2 separate regions of the Mus musculus genome follow, and region 2 is linked to region 1. The links are chromatin contacts, called in public promoter capture Hi-C maps. All regions are on one chromosome and are shown on one strand. The core of a region is the stretch at or near the end of the contact, and the rest is flanking DNA. Distances in the headings are between cores, read along the strand shown. Region 1 holds the start of Gnpnat1 (glucosamine-phosphate N-acetyltransferase 1). Region 2 holds the start of Bmp4 (bone morphogenetic protein 4).

Region 1 (3,508 bases), core at 462-2,961:
GGAATTTGGGTAGATGTTCCTCATTTCACCATACTGTAGTTTATTCCTTCTACACACACATACATGTACACAAACTAGCATCTTAAGCACATATTACAGGCCAGGATACATGTTGAATGTTTTATTTGTATTGCTTTATTAGACCGTCACAGTGTCAGATTAGGTACCAGATACCACCAAAGATTAGGAAGCTGTGTCACAAATGTTCAAAGCCACAAGTAAAATGGAAGCACAGCAAAGGAAATTCACATAATCCGAAGACATTTCTACCAAGCTGTTAACATAATGTTAATTCTACAGGCGAAGCCATGGGGACACATGACTTTTTATTCTGTATTTCTCTGATGCTGCAAGTTTTAAAATAAGCAAAATAATGTAGTAAGACATTAAAAAACAAATATTTTGGCTGGCGGGATGGCTCAGTGGGTAAGAGCACCCGACTGCTCTTCCAAAGGTCCAGAGTTCAAATCCCAGCAACCACATGGTGGCTCACAACCATCTGTAACAAGAACTGACTCCCTCTTCTGGTGTGTCTGAGGACAGCTACAGTGTACTTACATATAATAAATAAATCTTTAAAAAAAACAAATATTTTAATGAGTTCAGAGATGGAAGTGGTATACGTCTTGGTATATTCAAGACATTTCTTCCTCCTCCCCTATCTATCTATCTATCTATCTATCTATCTATCTATCTATCTATCTAGTGACAGCATTTCTCTACATATTCGGGGCTGTATTTGATCTAATTGTGTAGAACTGTCTTGAACTCACAGAGATGCACAAAGCCTCTGGTCTCTAGTGCTGGAATTAAAGGCATGCACCAAGTACTACACACACACACACACACACACACACACACACTCGCTGTGTGTGTGTGTGTGTGAATGTATGTATGTATGTATGTATATCTCCAAATCTCTGCTTCCTCACTTGTCAGATGACACTAAATGACACTTAAGAGAGAGACACTGGAGGTAGGAACCTTCCCAGGACTGAGATTACAGAACAAGCACAGTATTTGCTGTATACTGTAAGATGCTTTCAGGGCCCTGGCCTCTACCCCACTCTTCACTGCCTGGAGAACGTAGCCACTTCTTGCCCAGAGTAAGCTGAAATGTTCCGGGTGTCATAGGAAGCAAAGGGCTGCAGTGGAAAGCTCAAGAGAGCTCAAGGGTGAGTGGTTCCAGCTCAGTTTCTAGAAGACAGAAGCCCAGCCTTGTCTCAGACATTTGACAATCAGGAGATGTAATCACCAGTCCTGTTAATGGACTGCATGCAAGTGAGGGAGGGGGACGATGGGACTGACAGGGTAGGAGCCTTAGGGCTCGGAGAATGAAAGGAACCCACACCGGTCATCGCGGTAGGCTGCTTATACTCCTATGGCTTTATTTTCAGATAAGGTGTGAGAGCGACGGTGGTACTCTCGTGCAGTGAGCGAAAGGCAAGTCTGGAAGGTAAACTGATGACGCAAGCTTTGCCCCTGGTCTTTGCCCCACGCCCCGCCCCGCCCCGCCCCGCCTCGCCTCCGGAGCCCAGGAGTGGTGTGCGTGGCCGTGCCTCCGCGTGCGCAGCGGTGCGTGAGGGCGGGGCAGGGCAGAGGCGTTGGTCCGGCCACGTTTGGCCTGGCGGTTCCGGCTGCGGCGCGTGGGGGCGCACGGGGGGCGGGGCTGGAGCTGCAGCCGGATCCGGATGCGGCGGCGCTTTGACCCGCAGGGAGACTGACGCGCCGGGACTGGAGCGTGGTCCGCTCCAGTGCGGTGAGGCGGCCTGGGGCTGGGACGCGAGGGCTGGCGGGCTTGGGACCGCAGAGGCTGAGACGCCCTGCCCGGGAGCCGGGCGGCAAAGCTTGATGCCCGGCAGTCTGGCCGGGCAGGGTCTTGGAGGGCCTAGGAGTGTCCGTGGCGTGGGAATGGGGGACGGTCCTCACCTTTTCTGCCGCCGTCCCTATGAAAGGGCGCGAACCCTCGGTTCCCTTTTACGGGTGTAGCGGTCAGAGCCGCTGAAGACAAGCACCGGCTCTGAAGAGCCCCAGCTGCGCAGACTGTATGAAACCTGGGGTGGGGGAACCTAGAACTTGAACCTCTAGAAACACCAACTGTGTGGTTTCTATTATGTGTTAGAGCTAATGTTTATGTAAGGCAAGCATAAAATTTGTTCCTGTAAAAAAATAAATGGGGGTTTGTTTGGGATTAATTAATCCAAGAGTAGGTCTCAGGAAATGGATTCATTAAGGTAGGAATTGTATGATTCAAACAGATTCCATGATGCAAAGATTGTCATCTGTTGACTTTCCTGCAGTAATGCTCTATGGGAAAATGAGAGGATCCTCATTCCAGGCCACTCATTTGTTGATGAGTGTTAACTAACCTTAGGGCTAGTCTTGGAAACTCGGTGCTCCCAACTGTGCAACTAGACTTGGGGCTAATCAGATCGTGTAGATTAAGTACACTAACGGGAAAGACTTCTTGCTTCATGAAATACTACCTTTCATGAAGATACTCGGAGCTGTCTACTTATCTGTCTGTCTACCTGTAACCTATCACAGCGAGTTTGATTTGGCTGCAGATCATGTTTAGAAATGTGTGAATCCTGGTCTTCAATCTTCCTACTTGTTGCTCCGCTGTTTTTCAGGAAGCAGCCGCTCCCCATCTATATCCAGACTCATTCAGAGGCTGGGAAACCAAACTTGAAGTTGGGTGTATGTCTTTTGTCTTCTCACTTGTGGCCATGTGGCAATCTTTTTTTCTACATGACTTTCTGAAATGTGATTTCTAGATAATACCTTACGTCATTCATTATTCATTGACTAGAGGTTCACTGGACTAGGGCTTAGGCAATACTCAAGCATTGTAAACAAATGCTAATTTAGAAGTTAAACCCTACTGGGTAGAGGGGGAGGGGCTTTTAGTTAGAGTTTACAACCAAACTTAGAGAGGAAGTTAGGTGGTGACCTTTAAGTGCTACAGAATGAAGGCTTCTTGTAGTTTTGTTTTGATAAAACAGCCTGTGTAGCAGGGGCTAGCCTTGAACTTGGGTGGGGGGGGGAGTAGTAGAGAGGGGTACCTTAGAACCAGCTTTTTAAAAAAATCTCCATGTTTAATCAACTCCAATAATTAGTTTTAAAGTGTGTGTGTGTTTGAGATAGGTGTGACTGGGTAGCCTGCTGTCCTTGAGTCCCACACAGTCCATGCTTCAGCCTCCCTAGCACTGAATCCAGGTCTTTGCCACCTCACCTGAATTTTTATTAGATTGTAATTAGGCATGACCTCTGTCAGCATCATAAACTGTGTCTTTATGACTAGGAAGAAAGGCTTTTTTTTCCTTTGGATTTTATAAATCTCATTTAAAAAGAGGTTTGGCTCTCATCAGATCCTTTGTGTTTAACCAGACCAATGCCTGTCCTCATCTAGTTAGTAATGAACGCTAGAAACTGATGGAATGTTGCTGTCCAGTATGGTGTGGGACACACCTGTAATCAGCCTGGGGAATATGGAAACAGGAGAACC
Region 2 (3,508 bases), core at 558-3,057, 1.0 Mb before region 1:
TTGGTGAGCACTGAATCCGTCCTTCAACCTGCTATGGGAGCACAGAGCCTGATGCCCCAGGAGTAATGTAATAGAGTAATGTAATGTAATGGAGTTTTAATTTTGTGTTGTTGTTTTAAATAATTAATTGTAATTTTGGCTGTGTTAGAAGCTGTGGGTACGTTTCTCAGTCATCTTTTCGGTCTGGTGTTATTGCCATACCTTGATTAATCGGAGATTAAAAGAGAAGGTGTACTTAGAAACGATTTCAAATGAAAGAAGGTATGTTTCCAATGTGACTTCACTAAAGTGACAGTGACGCAGGGAATCAATCGTCTTCTAATAGAAAGGGCTCATGGAGACCTGAGCTGATCTTTCTGTTCTGGATGAGAGAGGTGGTACCCATTGGAATGAAAGGACTTAGTCAGGGGCATACAGTGTGCTCCAGGCTGGGGATGGTCAGGATGTTGTGCTCAGCCTCTAACACTCCTTCCAACCTGACATTCCTTCTCACCCTTTGTCTCTGGCCAGTAGAATACAGGAACTCGTTCCTGTTTTTTTTTTTTTAAATTCTGAAGGTGTGTAAGTACAAAGGTCAGATGAGCGGCCCTAGGTCAAGACTGCTTTGTGGTGACAAGGGAGTATAACACCCACCCCAGAAACCAAGAACCGGAAATTGCTATCTTCCAGCCCTTTGAGAGCTACCTGAAGCTCTGGGCTGCTGGCCTCACCCCTTCCCTGCAGCTTTCCCTTTAGCAGAGGCTGTGATTTCCTTCAGCGCTCTGGGCAAATACTCTTAGCCTGGCTCACCTTCCCCATCCTCGTTTGTAAAAACAAAGATGAAGCTGATAGTTCCTTCCCAGCTCCATCAGAGGCAGGGTGTGAAATTAGCTCCTGTTTGGGAAGGTTTAAAAGCCGGCCACATTCCACCTCCCAGCTAGCATGATTACCAACTCTTGTTCTTACTGTTGTTATGAAAGACTCAATTCCTCATCTCCCTTCTTTTAAAAAGGGGCCAAAGGGCACTTTGTTTTTTTCTCTACATGGCCTAAAAGGCACTGTGTTACCTTCCTGGAAGGTCCCAAACAAACAAACAAACAAACAAAATAACCATCTGGCAGTTAAGAAGGCTTCAGAGATATAAATAGGATTTTCTAATTGTCTTACAAGGCCTAGGCCTGTTTGCCTGCCAAGTGCCTGCAAACTACCTCTGTGCACTTGAAATGTTAGACCTGGGGGATCGATGGAGGGCACCCAGTTTAAGGGGGGTTGGTGCAATTCTCAAATGTCCACAAGAAACATCTCACAAAAACTTTTTTGGGGGGAAAGTCACCTCCTAATAGTTGAAGAGGTATCTCCTTCGGGCACACAGCCCTGCTCACAGCCTGTTTCAACGTTTGGGAATCCTTTAACAGTTTACGGAAGGCCACCCTTTAAACCAATCCAACAGCTCCCTTCTCCATAACCTGATTTTAGAGGTGTTTCATTATCTCTAATTACTCGGGGTAAATGGTGATTACTCAGTGTTTTAATCATCAGTTTGGGCAGCAGTTATTCTAAACTCAGGGAAGCCCAGACTCCCATGGGTATTTTTGGAAGGTACAGAGACTAGTTGGTGCATGCTTTCTAGTACCTCTTGCACGTGGTCCCCAGGTGAGCCCCGGCTGCTTCCCGAGCTGGAGGCATCGGTCCCAGCCAAGGTGGCAACTGAGGGCTGGGGAGCTGTGCAATCTTCCGGACCCGGGCCTTGCCAGGCGAGGCGAGGCCCCGTGGCTGGATGGGAGGATGTGGGCGGGGCTCCCATCCCCAGAAGGGGAGGCGATTAAGGGAGGAGGGAAGAAGGGAGGGGCCGCTGGGGGGAAAGACTGGGGAGGAAGGGAAGAAAGAGAGGGAGGGAAAAGAGAAGGAAGGAGTAGATGTGAGAGGGTGGTGCTGGAGGGTGGGAAGGCAAGAGCGCGAGGCCTGGCCCGGAAGCTAGGTGAGTTCGGCATCCGAGCTGAGAGACCCCAGCCTAAGACGCCGCTGCGCTGCAACCCAGCCTGAGTATCTGGTCTCCGTCCCTGATGGGATTCTCGTCTAAACCGTCTTGGAGCCTGCAGCGATCCAGTCTCTGGCCCTCGACCAGGTTCATTGCAGCTTTCTAGAGGTCCCCAGAAGCAGCTGCTGGCGAGCCCGCTTCTGCAGGAACCAATGGTGAGCAGGGCAACCTGGAGAGGGGCGCTATTCTGAGGATTCGAGGTGCACCCGTAGTAGAAGCTGGGGATGGGGCTCAGGCTGTAACCGAGGCAAAAGTTGGCCTATTCCTCCTTCCTTCTCCAACAGTGTTGGAGGTGGGATGATGGAGGCTAAAAGGCACCTCCATATATGTTACTGCGTCTATCCAACCTACTTTAGGGAGGTGCGGGCCAGGAGAGGCGGGAAGGAGAGAAGGCCTTGGAAGAGAGGTCATTGGGAAGAACTGTGGGGTTTGGTGGGTTTGCTTCCACTTAGACTATAAGAGTGGGAGAGGAGGGAGTCAACTCTAAGTTTCAACACCAGTGGGGGACTGAGGACTGCTTCATTAGGAGAGAGAACCTAGCCAGAGCTAGCTTTGCAAAAGAGGCTGTAGTCCTGCTTTGCTCTAAAGCGCGACCCGGGATAGAGAGGCTTCCTTGAGCGGGGTGTCACCTAATCTTGTCCCCAACGCACCCCCTCCCAGCCCCTGAGAGCTAGCGAACTGTAGGTACAGAACTCGCTCCCATCTCCAGGAGCTATTTTCTTAGACATGGGCACCCATGCATTCTGCCTTCTGGTACTCTCCCCTCCCTGGGAAGGGGTGTAAGGTTCGACGGACCGTGGCCAGGATGCCGAAAGGCTACCTGTGCGGGTCTTCTGCCATGCTGTGTCTGTGCGGACATGCCAGCAGGGCTAATGAGGAGCTTGCGATACTCCAAAGGGTTCGGGAATTGCGGGGTCCTTACACGCAGTGGAGTTGGGCCCCGGGGACTCAGAAGGTTTCCCGCCACGGCTTTGGTTGATAGTTTTTTTAGTATCCTGGTTTATGAACTGAAGGTTTTGTGAGATGTTGAATCACTAGCAGGGTCATATTTGGCAAACCGAGGCTACTATTAAATTTTGGTTTTAGAAGAAGATTCTGGGGAGAAAGTGAAGGGTAACTGCCTCCAGGAGCTGTATCAACCCCATTAAGAAAAAAAAAAATACCAGGAGATGAAAATTTACTTTGATCTGTATTTTTTAATTAAAAAAAATCAGGGAAGAAAGGAGTGATTAGAAAGGGATCCTTGTGAAGTTGAAATTGAAACAAGTCCTTCGTCTATTTACTGGGCTTTAACGTCGAGAGCGCTCCACACACCGCCAAAGGCACAGGATTGTCCGGGGATCCTGAGCGTCGGCGGTTCCACGGTGCCCTCGCTCCGCGTGCGCCAGTCGCTAGCATATCGCCATCTCTTTCCCCCTTAAAAGCAAATAAACAAATCAACAATAAGCCCTTTGCCCTTTCCAGCGCTTTCCCAGTTATTCCCAGCGGCGA

What was found. Promoter capture Hi-C pulls out the DNA fragments that hold promoters and counts their contacts.
Region 2: a contact with region 1 is called in a promoter capture Hi-C map of embryonic stem cells, with 3 times the contacts expected there. The contact joins the promoter of Bmp4 here to the promoter of Gnpnat1 in region 1. A contact is called at or near these places in 1 of 39 promoter capture datasets (embryonic stem cells) and 1 of 484 Hi-C or Micro-C datasets (embryonic stem cells).

Annotation. Positions count from the first base shown.
Region 1 is chr14:45,386,999-45,390,506 of GRCm38.p6, reverse strand. Gnpnat1 (glucosamine-phosphate N-acetyltransferase 1) reads left to right here and starts at 1,711. Exons shown (of 6, transcript NM_019425.2): 1 at 1,711-1,759.
Region 2 is chr14:46,388,968-46,392,475 of GRCm38.p6, reverse strand. It overlaps Bmp4 (bone morphogenetic protein 4), which reads left to right and starts at 1,807. Exons shown (of 4, transcript NM_007554.3): 1 at 1,807-2,172. It overlaps Gm15222 (predicted gene 15222), which reads right to left. Exons shown (of 1, transcript NR_166856.1): 1 at 3,194-3,508. RefSeq lists promoters at 718-2,124, 1-2,124, 2,175-3,508.